Linked DNA regions of Zea mays: region 1 is linked to region 2. The links are chromatin contacts, called in public Hi-C maps. All regions are on one chromosome and are shown on one strand. The core of a region is the stretch at or near the end of the contact, and the rest is flanking DNA. Distances in the headings are between cores, read along the strand shown.

Region 1 (7,092 bases), core at 2,431-4,930, 330 kb before region 2:
TTTACTAAAAAAAAAGTAAAAAAAAACTGGCAAGATCCTTTTCTACGATTGGACTAAATATTCATGCTTATTACCACCAACATTGCTTGCCTACCTGAAAGCACTACTACTACAGTCTACAGGAACCCTACTATCCATATGGCCTCAACAGTTTATCTGCTATATGAGCCCATGACCTTCTCCAGTCCAAAGGAAGGAAGCACACGACAACCCCTGCCTGCTGCAATGATCTCCCAAGGCCCCAATGCAATGCTTCTTCAGAACATGACATGTACACCAGTCCGGACGCTTCCTGAAACATCCTGTATCTGGATCAGACCAGTGGACCAGCAGCTTGTAGTACACATGAAAAAAAAAGAGCATAACACTAGTGTGTGACAACAGATACATGTCAGCATGGATCTGAAAGCCTGAACCCAGTGGACCATTTTTGCATACATAGCTGATGCAACCCACCACTTGTAGAATCCCGATTGCCTGGCAGTAGTACGTACACTCACTAACGCTAGCGTCCAAGCTAGAGACGGGACGAACCGAGATCGTGTGGTGGATACGGTGCATGCACGAAGGCCGGCCTATGATGGCATGCCAGCCACACATGCATGCGGGATTTGCAGCGGCAGAGGTGGTGGTGGTGGTATGCTTGCCTCGTCAGCGGCAGGCAGGCATGCACTTGAATAGTGTGGCGTGGTCTTTGCCTTGCCTTGCCTTCCATTGTTCCATATCATATCATCCATCGTCTGCTCTTCCTAAGGCGCAGCGCAGGCTTGCTTTTCCCATGGGTGATGACAACGGAGCTGTACGATGTAGGTGTGCTCAATGGATGGAGGTGATTTTTCAGCGTCATCGTCTTCACAGCCATACTGAGTCCCCAATCGGAGGCCGGTGGGGCGTGAGTTTGTGATCTTACTTGCATAAACTAACGGTGTGTTTGGTTGGACGTACAAGAAAGTATGGATGAAAGGAGTGACTATATTTTTTATATTGTTTAGATGAGAGTCACGCGGTTCCGAGGTGAACACTGGGTCAATTTTTTGTGGTGGCGGCCCCAAAAAATAGAGGGAACGGTGTCGCTTCTGTCTCATCCTACTTTGACATCAAACCAAACACATAGTAACTAGGATACTTGCATAACGTGGAGATAGATGCTTTACAAAGTTGATTATACGAAAGAAGCGAATGTCTGACGACAAATAATTTTCTCTATATATAATTCTCTAATATAAAATCTATACATAGAATGACTCTACCTATGGAATGGATCAGAAGAAGTTGTTTTCTAGCTCTTAACCCTCGATAACGTTTCAAAAAGATCCATACAATGAGCATAGAATCAATTCTTAGTAAATACCTATATGGAAGAGCCTAGAGCCCTACCTAGATTCATACTCGAAGTTCCTTTAGGAGCTACGCCAAACAAGCACTTAGATGTAGTTGCGCTATTGTTATGTCTCAGTCCATAGAGTGGACATCATATTAGGTTTGAGAAAGACAAGTGGTAAGGTACAAAAGCTTTAAATTTCGATCATATACCTACATTTACTCAATACTATTCGTCGAAAACATATAATGATAGAAGTGCTTAGTTCAAGTCCTCTTAACATCTCCCTTAGAAGATCTTTAATGGAGAACATGATAACTAGCTAACATAATGGTGTTGCTTGTGCGGCTTTTATTAATCAGGACGAGGGCTTTAGTCCATTTGTCTAGGGTCTCCATAAAGATGGTATTTTTATAGTCAAACCTATGTACAACTATCTTGTCAATAATATATGGTGTTAAGGTTCTATAGGAATTTTGGTATATGAAAATACCTCTCGAAATAAACATTGTAATGGTACTTTCAAAGAGGGATCATCCTTACTAAAGATATTTTTTGGCTATCAGAAATTGTAATGATAGTAAAATGTGCTACTTTTATAGTAAGTTAGCGACTACCAACATCTTTTTTACATGTCATCATGCCAAAGCCTTGTGCTACTTTTATAGTGAGTTAGCGACTACCCAACATCTTTTTTGCATGTCATTATGCCAAAGCCTTGTGGTGTGTTGTGCACTACTTTTAGACATTCAACATTCACATTGTACAAATCATTTGTTTTATTCCTGGTCTAAGCAAGGAGACTAAAGACTTATATTTTTGTTATAGACAAGGGCCACATTTTGCTAGATAACTTGGCTTAGAAGGAATAACTGTGTTCAATAATGGCCAAACAAACACTTATTTGCGTATACTTTTCAGAAAGCACACTAACTTTGATTTTGTATTCTGTTGCAATGCATTTATGACCATATGGATTGGTTTCCCTGCATATCAATTTCATGAAACTAGATCAATGGACTTTTTTCGTCTTCTCATGGGCGATGTTTTAGATTTTGTATTGTCTGCAATGTTACTCTCTTTTATTTGCCATTTGAGTTATAAATTTGGTGATTGATGCCTTTTTTGAAGAGTTTTGAAGCCAGAACTTTTCTGTTATTTAAAAAGAGTATGATTACTCCCTCGAGACACATGTAGGAATATTCTTTCGATACACCAGAACAAGAGATTGAAGTAGTTTTTACATCGCCTACTTTGGGCAGGTTTGGAACAGTTTCCCAACTCTAGACGCAATAAAAATAACTTTATAAGAGCTAGTTTGGAAACTTAAATCCCCTCTGGGATTCCTGGAGATCGCGTGGGAAATGAGCTAATTTTCTTTTCTACTCAATCCCCGTGAATCCCAGAGGGGATTTAAGAGTCCAAACTAGCTCTAAAATGTTTGAATGCTCTAGCTCTCCACCAAATCTGGATCTACAAAAGGTTAAACCTTGGGGTTAGATTCAGTTTTTTATTGAGCTCCTCGGAATCCTATTTTATACACTGTCATAACATTCGGTGAAAATTATCCACCACTACCATCGTTGCATATACTGATTCATCTTTCTATTTTCCCTTGTGTGTCTATTCCGCTTGATGCAATATTTAATTGACATGGTAGTCTATAAACCATGAAGCAAAACTTTGTATTGAGAATGAATATTTTATTTTATCTCTCTTGATTAGGGGTGAAAGCGGGTATCCGAACTTTTAAGATAAATCTAATATTTTAAAATAGATATGTATGAAATTTGATGCTAATCGCATTATAACATATAAGAATAATTTTTTGCATAAATTGTTTTATATATTATTTGCTCTATACAACAAAAAGATAAAACAAAAAAGATAAAAGTATTCGTATCCATATTTGAATGGAATCCGAATGTTATATTTATCATTTGAGAAGATATGTGATAAATTTAAGGTTTGTCTTTTATAAATATTTACAAGCTCAATGTTAAAATCAAAAATATTAATTTATATAGTAGATTCTATATCATTTTTATTCACTACCAAAGAAAAAGATAAAAAAAAATTGATACCAAATAGGTATTCATCCCTACTACTCTTGACGAGGTGGCCGGAAATAATATGACATTATGACGGCGACGTCATCCATTTATTACGAAGATCTTTGCCCGCCAGTGGACACCTTGTCCCCTGTGCATGCTTTGCGGCTGGCCGGGACCCAGGAGACAGACAGAAGTAAAGGATGCTCAACCTATGCTGGGCCCACAGTCAGTCAAACAGCCTGCACTTGAAGCACAGCTGGCCCCACTTGGAAGCTTTCCCTATTTAAAGGCTCTGAGAGAGCTCGCCGCACCAAACCGCTTCGCTTCGCTCGCTCGTCAGCTCCCTGTCGCGCACACAACGGACGCAGAGGCCAGAGCCAGAGCAGCTGCCCCCCTCGGATCGGAGCGAGCAGCGGCACCACCATCTGTCCGTCTCCAATGGCGCGGCCACAGCAACGGTACCGCGGCGTGCGGCAACGCCACTGGGGCTCCTGGGTCTCGGAGATCCGCCACCCCCTCCTGTGCGTAACGTAACACGTGCTCCTCGACTGGACCGGACTTATTATACTCATCGATTCTTGGCGTGAGCGGCGGGCTGACAACGGCGGCGGCGTGTTCTCTGTGCGTGGGTGCGTGCAGGAAGACGAGGATCTGGCTGGGCACCTTCGAGACGGCCGAGGACGCGGCGCGCGCCTACGACGAGGCGGCGCGCATCATGTGCGGCTCCCGCGTGCGCACCAACTTCCCCGAGGACGCAGGCGGCGACGGGCAGCAGCAGCAGGCCGCGCCGTCGCTCCTCTCCCCCGCGCTCGTCGCCAAGCTTCACCGCTCCAACCTCGCGTCCGCTCAGGCGGCGCAGGGCAAGGCCGACGCCTCGGCAGCAGCCGCCGCCGCGCTCCCGCGCGTCGCGGCGGCAGTGCCTGCCGGCATGGGGATCTCCGCCTCGCCGTCGCCGTCGGCGTCGGCGGCGGGGGACTGGAGCGGCGGGCTGCTTGAGGAGCAGTACGTGGACCAGATGATCGAGGAGCTTCTGGACTCCAACTTCTCCATGGAGATCTCCTACTAGCTGCGCGCCTGCGCGCGCACGCGCACGAGCACGACGCGTCATCCCGCGGCCCCCGCCTCCTCTGCTCCGTCTCATCCCATCTCAATTCTCATCTCATTTCTCTGTTTGGTTTCGTCGGTCAGGTAGGGAACGAAGTGCAGTGCAGTGAGTTACTTAGTATTAGTAGTATCATTAGCCATGCCAGGAGTGACTCGAGGTTACCTTGGCCTGTTGGCCAGACGAGTTGGTTCTTGAGCAACCTGATGTGTAGTATACGGTAGCATCGCCAGAGCATAAAAGAGTTGGATTGGACTCCATTTTTTTCCTACCGCCATTGTTGGAAACTTGGAAGTGGTACTGGGCTGAGCGCACATGTCTGACTCGAGGTTACTTTGGATAACAATGCTGCCGCATTGACCACAAATGCTGCTGCGCGATTAATGGCTCGTCTGGCGCCCGATCCTGACGAAAATCCATGAGGTCCGCACCGCGTTGCGCTGCGCTGCATGAATCCTCTGCGTAGTAAGCTAAGTACTACAGGCGATGAATTCAGCTGCGTGCGCCCGCGGCATGGCAATGGCAGGGCAGGGGGGCGGTGCTGCGATGCGAACCGTAGGCTCGCAGCAATCTGCTGAGGCGCAGTGCGTCATCGATGGCAGTAATGGCTGCTCTGCTGCTGATTGATTGATGGAGTAGTATGTATCTAGGCGAGGATTCAGGCTATCCGCACTCATGAAACCCTAAATTTCTACTCTAAAAGGAATATTTCATCCTGGTCAGCGAGATTCTCTACTCTATCCTATAATACTCCGCGTTCATATTTACCCTAAATATCTACCCTATACCAACTACCAAATATTTTATCATTTTTCCCACACTTTTTTATCCCCAAAAAAATCCATCGTCAGTGGATAGACCATTCACCTAGTGACGCGCGGAGCCATGCACCCCGTCTCGTTTTAGCGCATGCGAGCGGGATGCGCTGTATTTAGCGTTTGGACAGGTCTACTCGATGGTAGCGCACGACATCCAGTAAGCGGCTGCAGAAGATTTTTACTCCAAGTGTTACTCTATGTTCATCCATGCGCACAGCCTCAGCTCGTCATGGCATGTGCCGCCCCATGCGCCTCGCCCAATCATGCCGCTGTCTGCCCCGCCTGGCCTCTGGCCTTTGGCCTTCGGACTTGCGACGCAAGAGACGTCGTCAGCCTTCAAAAGAATCCGCGCACTTTTGCGGCTGTGACAGTGACGGCCTGACGGGTATGCTTACTGTAGGAGCCAGGGTACGAGTACAATATTTTTTTGGAACCACGAATATAAATGATATTGATATATTTATATATAATATAATTGAACATTTTAAAAAACAATTAAACAAAACATGATACAACTAGACAATGAAGTTCCAAAAGGATTCACACATATTAATACTAGAGCTTTGTTTGGCACAGTTACTGCTTGCGAGCCACACCTTTATAAATATAATTTCATCATATATTAAATAAATAATATTTAAATATAAAATATAGAATCATTATTTAATATTATGAGGAATGTAAAATTTGAATTGTCATGTATCCACTATCAAGAAATGAATCAATGCTCTATTATGATTATGCAGATTGATTAAATCAGTATAGTTGGCACAGCTTGAGTAGGGATGGCAACGGGTATATACCCGTCGGGTAGTACCATTTCATACCCGTACCTATCAAACAAAATTCTACCCGTCGGGTTACCCATATATACTCGCGGGTATAAAATCTTACTCGTACCCGCGCGGGTATTTACCCGTCGGGTAAATCGTACCCGCTAGGAAAGTCTTAAATTTTAATATACCAATCACTCAAAATATTAAATAAACATATAAAAACAACTTCAACTTCACATATAACAAATCATATGATTACATAACTTTGTATCTAGACAAATGATAGCTAGAGAAGGGTTTTATTTTAGCTAAGATAGACTCTATTAGATGGTTATAGTTGTATTGATGCGGATATATTTTACCCATGGGTAGACGGGTATGGGTAGTTCCAACCCGTACCCGTCTACCCAACGGGTAGAGGTTTTTACCCATTAACATACCCGCGGGTAGAGAAATCATCCCGTACCCGCCTTCATATCGGATAAAACCCGTCGGATATTCGGGTTTTGGATACCCATTGCCATCTCTAAGCTTGAGTCGGCTCATCTTGTTTGACCAACGAAGGCTCGATTCCTCTCAGCTCGCTCGACCAACCAGTCCAAAATAGGCTTAGGCTTGCGAGCCAGGCCGAGCTTCCAGTGGTTCGGTTTAACAATGTAACCAATTGAGTGGGGGAAGCAACAGAGCAGAGCAAGGGAGCAGAAGGCCAGAATCGTGAGCGACAAGAACTTCACAAGGACAGGTTAGAGTTAACACAGCTCCGTTGCTGATACATATTAGGCCTTGTTCGTTTACATCGGATTGCACCCGGAATCGTTCCAGCTAATCAAAGTTTATATAAATTAGAGAAACAATCCTGCTAGGAATCGTTTCGATCTACCAATCTGACAGAAACGAACAAGGCCTTACTCAGAATCAACTCGTTCTCGTCCTACTTGCTTATTACAACCCTTTGAAACCTTAACCCACACAGCGTGCCCAACAAACGCCTAGTGAGTCCACTCGCTGCCCATCAAAATCC
Region 2 (7,708 bases), core at 4,493-6,992:
ATATACAACATATTAACTAGGGCTCCTGGTACTACCACCACCACTACCAGAGAAACAAACTACATGGGCATGCATATATAAGACGTTATCATTTCACAAGATAATCAATTAATCATAACTATGGAGGCAAACTTGGTGGACATAGTGTTCAATCTAAATCTTTGCATCATCTCATGAAGAATCGCTTGCATAAAGACACAAAAGCAGGAAGTTTTTTGGCCAGCCTCAACATTAGGAATGGATAAACGTCATGTACGGTGGATACGAAAAAACAAGATGTTCCTTTGCCTTCGACTAAACGTCATCTTCGCTGGATCTGTAAAGATACTAACTTAAATTAATGAAGTAGAGAGGGGCTGTGAGGGTTACGTTAAAAGGAGTTGTAATCTAGTACGAGCAGTAAGAGTAAAAGTATCATTTTAAGCAGTAGAAAATAAAAATAAAATAAAATAAAAATGACTCTCTCAACCCATCAACGGTCATCTCAACGGCTAACTGACATGTGGCTGGTGTCCCATGAGGAGGGAAGGCTGGAGCAGTTCCCATTGATGACGAACGACCGTTGGGTGTGGTGCACCTGCCGATAGTAGATTTTTGGCAATTCTCTCAATAACTCTTTGAGGGCATTTATACTATAAATAGCCCCCTAACTAGCCTCCTCGAGCAACCAAGTCACCCAAGCTCTAGAGATTCATTCCTAAGCATTAGAGCAACACAACAAAGTTATCCAAGCGCCCATATTCCCGAGAAGAGTCTAGAAAGAGTTGTGATGTAGTTGTGCGCTTGTGTTCTTTGTTCTTTGGTGTTGTTGTTATGCTTTTGTGTGCGCTCTTTCTCACTCTTGCTTCCATTGGAGTTCGAACTCCCATCAATTGTGTATGACTAGCAAAGAGTCTCCAATCACTATGGAGTACCTTGTGAGAAAGAAAGATCAAATCAAAGGAACCGAGGGCACAATTTGATCGGTGGATCACTTGGGAAGATCGAAAGAGGCTGACTCTGGTGGAACTCCTCAATGGGGACGTAGGCTCTTCGAAGCTGAACATGGGAAACAAATTGTTGTATCTTGTGTTCTTTACTTTCTGTAATTTGTTCTTCCTCTCTCTCTCTCGCTCTAAGTTCTTGCTAGATCTTCATTTGTGATATTGCTTTTGAATTAATTCCACAATTTAAAAGAGCATCAAGTGCAAGAACTTCGGCCTTTCCTTACTCTTTTGGATTAGTTTTTGAGCTAATATATAATTTAGGATTCAAGTTTGTTTTAAGTTGTGAAATTTCAAACGTTGTCTATTCACCTTCCTCTAGGTAACAATTAGTTCCCGTGTAACTGTGTTTGCATGAGTATAGGAGCTTTAAAGACACCGCTTATGTTTCTCAAATCAGTTTTTTTATTTGCTGAAACTCTATTGTGACCAACTTTGTCGCATGTGCTTGTTGAGTTGATATTATTCTTATTTAGAACAAGTTGATGCTATTGCTGGGCTTCGGGGTATTATGATTTCACAAGAGTATCAGATGGACTATGCTCCCAGCTCCTTGTACCAGTATGCTCTATGATTTGATGAATGAACATTATTGTTTTACCCTGCAGGATATAAATTTCCATATTAAATCCAGCTGTTCGGACTGCTAGAGCTGCAATTCATAGAGACAAAACAGTAGAAGCCGATACAGATTAAAACCAAGCGATAGCCAAAGCCACCTTTGGAGCTGCGAATTCACAATTTCACAGACTCTTTGTCAGTCAGCAAGTCTCCAAAGAAACTGCTATACCACCAACCGTATCTTTCTGAGTTCTGAATTTAGTTTTTGTAAAAGATAAAATGAAATGTAGTGGGCCGTAGGAATCATCAAAACGATAGTTACAGCCTTGCAACCATCATCTAAAATTTCTGAAACAAAATCGGACTGTATCGGTTGAGAGATCAACTGGCACAGAACCAGCAGATAAAGAAAAGTAATGTATTAACTAACTTCTCGTCCCTGCTTGGGCAGCACTCTGCATGTGATAGTGAACTCTTGTATGTTTGTAAATAATGATAAAGACTACCTACAAACTCAAACATGTTGAAACAGGCAAAATGACAAAAATCTAATGCAGCTTTTTTTAAACTGAATGAATACAATACAACACAACATTATGTCACGCCTTTGTTCGGCGCTACGACATAATGGAACAGAAACTGAAAGTTGTGAGGTTCACATGGCTCCCGTTCCATGCTGCTGAACATCAGATCTCTGAACTAGCTTGCCTTCTACATTTATCAACATTGACTCCTGCCACATTTTGCCAAATGGAAATTTAGTTGTTTCGTACTGATATTGGGATAAAGAAGGGAAAGCGTCGCGTAGAGTCATGAACTCACCATCTCGAGGGGTCTAACTCTGTGCAAGAAAAAACCATCTACACTTGTTTGGGCACCACCAGGGCTCCTGGGGTGTCCAATGTACAGTATCGAGTTGTCTCGATGGAAGTAGCCACAAGACCCGCCCATGCTTATGTATGCATTCTATATGTATAGAGGGAACTAAGTACTAGCAATCATTAATTTAAAGGAAAAAAGGCGATCAATGAAGAGGACAGAAGTTACCACTTCATATTTTGCAAAAATATGTTGAAATGGCACATCGAGCTTTGTTGTTTCTTTCCCATTGCAAACAAGTAATGGATTATATCCAACAACTATTTTCCTTTTTTAAAACAAAAAGAATGTGAGCATTATGGTTACAGACAGTAACACATGCATAAATCTCCATATGCAGCATGAAGGCATAAATTCAACTAAACAGGGTTATTTTACTATTTCTTATGGATGTTTAAAGTTTCTCAAGGTACCTTCATTCTTCAATACTAAACTATACAATGCTAACTCAGTCCCGCTAACTCAGTGCATCTCTTTAAACAAGGCATGTTGTAGTTTGGAAGAATTGGTGATGCATATTTTTAGACATCATGGATGGGGATCTGCATTTAGGCTTTGTCTCTAGTTTCGTTTCTCAGCTCTATATTATGTTGTCTGAGTTTGTAATAAATCGGCTGTAGTCTCTTTGAGACAAAAGTCGGGAACTTTCAATTCCCATTATCTAAAAAAACTAGCATATCCAATAACAATACAAAGAGTTTGCACAAACACAGGGACAAGTGCTAGTAAGCACTTACCAATTGCTTTCAGTGAGTGCTAGTAATCGATCCAACCATTTAATTTGTCCCTTGTAAGAAGTGCTTATCCTGCCACCATGTAGAGGTTCCTTGTAAAAACAGTCACAAATCAATGTATAAGAATCCATAATTGCCGGCGTATGTAAGGTGATGTGCTGCTGTTTATCAGATAGGTTGCCTGCTACAATGAACTCAAAGGTGCTCAAGATTTAATACCTGCAGAGGCCATGTGCCCAGACCAATAATATCTAGAACCTGATCGTAGGGCATCTTCACTTTCTTCAAAAAGTTACCAACCGTCCGCCCATGTGATGAAGTGGAGTACCTTATGGAGAAGAAATTTAATGTATACACAGAAGAGGGCAAACCTTGGGCAGTACAGCGAACTATTGAGCTACATTTTCCTTACTATTAAGTCAGTTTACATGTGTGAACCAGGAACTACTAGCTTACCACGGGATGTTCAGAGCCTGGAAGTACATGGAACCCTAAAAATAGGAAACAAACAAACAAACAAACCATAGAGCTGAGAATTTGATTCACTTAATGTTACAATGGTAATGCACAAGTAATATTACACATGAGACCAACATTATTATCACTAAATACATACATTTTGCCAGAGTGGATCATCCGCTCCCAGTTGAGTAACATCCAGCACGAACTTGACTTCATAAAGCTTTGCTGTGGTCTCCATCTTCATAGATAACGGTTTTTTATCAAAAAGGCAAACCGAGAAATGATTGTAGAAAATATACATTCTTCCTTGGTGCATTTTTTAATGCCATGAAAGAGGAAAAAAAGGCTAGATTGTGGATCAATAGAGTCACAAACAACCTGACATTTCCAAGGAACACCAAAGACAGACTTTTGCATCGATCAGCGGCAAAAATATGCCAAACGGGCTAGTGGAAAATCAGAACTAACTTGTGTACTTGTGTAGCGTTAACTGATACATACGGAATTACGGAGAAGATTGGTGGGGCACGATCACTATACAAGAATGCAGTTCGGGACAGGTCAGTGCTTATTGCAGTGAAAGCATTATCAGGAGGCACGTGTGCCTCATCGGGAAGAACATATGCATGTGCCGGATCCAGGTAAGTCCAATGACATGGTTATATAGTAATACCAATCTTGGATCAGGCATGTGTAGGCCATCAAACCTGACATCTATTACGGTAGAACCTGTGGAAACGCATGGCTGGTCAGAAGAACAGGACACGCAACTACGTGAGCAAATCGTTGTCAGAATGAGGGGAGTCATTTCTGAATTTAATTCCATGGTTCAACCGTTGCGCACTCAACATGTTCCGTGCAAGATTTACTGAGCACTATGTTAGCAATCTACGACCTTAACCCGTAACCTAACGTCCTAACCACTAGACAATAAATAGATCGGATGATATATCTTTAGGATTGGGAGACCACAGAGAGATTGGATCTTAGTGTGTAGGAGGCAAGAAGGTACGACGAAATTGAGAAGAAAAAAAATTCTTGCAGGGAAAAAACATTCTTAAAACTTTGAACTCAAGCTTAAAACCTTGCCCAACTTAAAGGAAATACAGAAAATAAAATAAATAAAAGGAAAGAACACTATTATTGGCTCTAGTACCACTGTTAATAGTCTATGAACTTAGCTCGTAACTTAGTCACTAGAAAACGTAAAACAGAGGTATACCTTCGCGATTAGGAGTAGCGGTTATGGGAGTCGGATTGTGGCGTTCGGACGCGATGAAGACGATGGCGGCAGCCATTCCTTCACTAGCCGTGGAGAGATGATCAAATCTTGGTGTGTGTGACAGTGTGAGCGATAAGTACGACAAACATCATCTCTATTTGTTTAAACGGTACGAATGAAAGCCGTAACGAACGGGTTGTTGCGCCCCGATTAAGACACGAGTATGATGTCGTCTCGGTCCTGTGACTGAGTCGGATAGTGTGATGCGTTGTATAAGAAGGCTACCGTGGTGAACGAGACCATGTTTCACGCGTGTGCGAGCTGCAACCACACAAACGACCATGCCAATTGCCAACGCGAAGTGGGGACGAGGTGAGGTCGACAAGAGCGCCTCTAAGAAAATCCTGCGCATCACGAAGCAATGGGGAAGGGGACAATGCCAGGTCGCAAACAGGGGAAACCAAATGAAGAACACCACTCCACGAGGAGAGCAGAACCAGGCGCCGGAAGGCGCGTGTGAACTGTGAAGCAGAAGAGATCCCGGACCTATAGGGTGTGGAGGTGGGTGGGTGAGTGCGAAACGCGCGCACCTGCCTCAGGAGCCTCTCCTGGTCGATGGGTCCGCGCGCGCCGCCAGCGACGCTGAGGAAGGCGACGCCGCCGCCGCGCGCGCCCCGCCCGAGTGCGTCCACCCCGCCCCGCGGGATGAGCTGCGGCTCGCCGAGGCTGAAGGCCGCGTAGAGCGCGAGGCAGAGCGCGGCCTGCACGGCTACCGTGCAGCGCCACGGCGGCCGCTCGCGGTCTGCCGCTTCTCCCATGTCGGCAACCCTCTCTCTGGTGCTGTCAGGCCGGCTCCAACTCCAATGCCACCCCAGATAGCTCTCTGACCGCACGTACGGGTAGGCGTGGTAGATCACGATCCAAATGTCGTTTTATAATTTGTTTGAGTTTTTAATTACTTTTAGTTCATAAATAAATAGAAATAGAATCCAATTTGATTATTTGTAGTCTAAGATATTGAGTTTATTGCCACCTCTAGGTATGGGGCTACAATTTCCCCACCAATAGGGCTACAATTTCCAGTAGATAACTAAAAATGTATTTGTCTCTTTTACAGGTTAATTATATCGTTTTTAATTTTAATTATGCCCTATGATATAATAATAATGTGCACTATGGCAATATTATGATTTTTTAAAAAAGTCAAAAATGGTAAATATGTATGTTAATTAATATAGGGGAAGTTGTATAGAGAAAAATGTTTAAGATAAACTAAGTAAAAGAGAAAAATCTTTTAGAGAAAGAGTGAAATATATTAGAAAGTATAGATAAACGAATGTATGGGGACAATGGTTAGAGAGAACCTCAGATCCAAGCTGAAATGACGGAGACTAAGAGAAACTTTAAAAGATGTAAATCAACCCAAAACCATTAGGCCTTGTTCGTTTGTGTCGGATTGCACCCGGATTCGTTCCACTCAATCAAAGTTTATATAAATTAGAAAAACAATCCGGTTAGGAATTATTCCGACCCACCAATCCAACAGAAACGAACAAGGCCTTATTAGGAAGGAAAACTGGTCTTTCTTGTTCAGCTCCCTCGTCCTTTCACTAAAAATTTGGCGTCCCTCGTCCCATCATCTTCTCCCGTATATTTTCGCGTCATGTATCCCTCCCCAGTCCCCAATCTGTCCGCCCTCCGCACGCACAGGCTCCCGCGTATTTCGCCGCGCGCACACGGCGCCAGGCTGCCAGCCACGAGTAGCAAGAGCAGAACGCCTGGAAGTAGGAGAGAGAATGAAATTCTTTGATTTGTTTGTTCCACGTACGGGAAATTGGAGCAGAACGCCTACAGGCTACAACGAAGGATAAAATGCTTTTTTTGTTTTGATTTTCCTTGTGTCTGGCCAATAATACTGTTGGTTCATCTGTTTGTTTCTGTTGTACAGAAATCAGCCTGAAATCACAGATAGACAGATTTCAGGTTTTTTATATACTTTAGGGAACTGTTGGAGTACACGCTATAACTCACTTCTAAAAAAAATTAGAATGCCTTCAATAATCATTTTTAAAAGAAACTTTTTAGCATTCTTTTGGAGTTGATCTAACGTTGGCATCAATGTCGTGGGTGATGTGGATGAGGACGATGGAGTGACGCTTAAAAATTCAATCATTCAATGGTCCCAGTCGATCTCGAAGCCGCCACGCTTATGATTGGTAGATGTTGATTTCACAGACGATATAACCGCGGGCATCCGTCGGCCCTGTGGACCTCCGCTTGCCGCCGCTGCGTTGGCGGTAAAGACGGTTCGACCAGCGACGAAATCGACGGCAGGGGCGCCGCCAAGTGGGATATTTGCTATTTTATCATTATTATCATCGATGAGAATTTATCATCAGGTCTGCAAATTAGTTGGCATAATAAAAAGGAGGCAACAAACTGAGTTAATAGGTGAACTAATTCTTTTGCTAAACTTTTAACTAATTGTTTACCATCTAGCTAGCCAAAGTTTAGCTAATTGTTAACCAACAAGCTAGCCAACTATAGCTAATCCGTACTTATCCGTACTTATCTTTAGCCCCGTCTTATAATTAACCATTCGTATCCAAACAGGCCCTAAACACAGTACAAGACAACAGGGCAGCGATCCACCGGTTCGAGCACACAAAATGGCTGCATGAGTTCTAAATGTGTATGCATATTACAAGGACAACAAGTAAACCAAACGCATTAGCAGTAACACCCTCAGGCCTGGAGGTGCTTTCTTTGATGTTACAATATATAGCGCACATTCTGACCACAGTATACATAATGATTAGAGGGGGATTCCCTTTCTTACCACTCTGGAACCTACAAATCAACCATCG

What was found. Hi-C and Micro-C count contacts between places; a contact is called where the count stands out from the background.
Region 1: a contact with region 2 is called in a Hi-C map of bundle sheath, with 2.1 times the contacts expected there. The contact joins the promoter of LOC103637985 here to the promoter of LOC100278723 in region 2. A contact is called at or near these places in 4 of 25 Hi-C or Micro-C datasets (bundle sheath, ear, endosperm and 1 more).

Annotation. Positions count from the first base shown.
Region 1 is chr9:15,311,581-15,318,672 of Zm-B73-REFERENCE-NAM-5.0, reverse strand. It overlaps LOC103637985 (ethylene-responsive transcription factor ERF003), which reads left to right and starts at 3,680. Exons shown (of 2, transcript XM_008660984.2): 1 at 3,680-3,896; 2 at 4,015-4,791. The coding sequence starts at 3,814. The coding sequence ends at 4,441.
Region 2 is chr9:14,987,785-14,995,492 of Zm-B73-REFERENCE-NAM-5.0, reverse strand. It overlaps LOC100278723, which reads right to left and starts at 5,742. Exons shown (of 8, transcript NM_001151907.2): 1 at 5,432-5,742; 2 at 3,774-3,857; 3 at 3,614-3,648; 4 at 3,377-3,485; 5 at 3,161-3,249; 6 at 2,592-2,691; 7 at 2,367-2,510; 8 at 1,950-2,277. The coding sequence starts at 5,659. The coding sequence ends at 2,200. LOC103637982 (CHD3-type chromatin-remodeling factor PICKLE) reads right to left here. Exons shown (of 31, transcript XM_008660980.3): 31 at 7,430-7,708. The coding sequence ends at 7,699.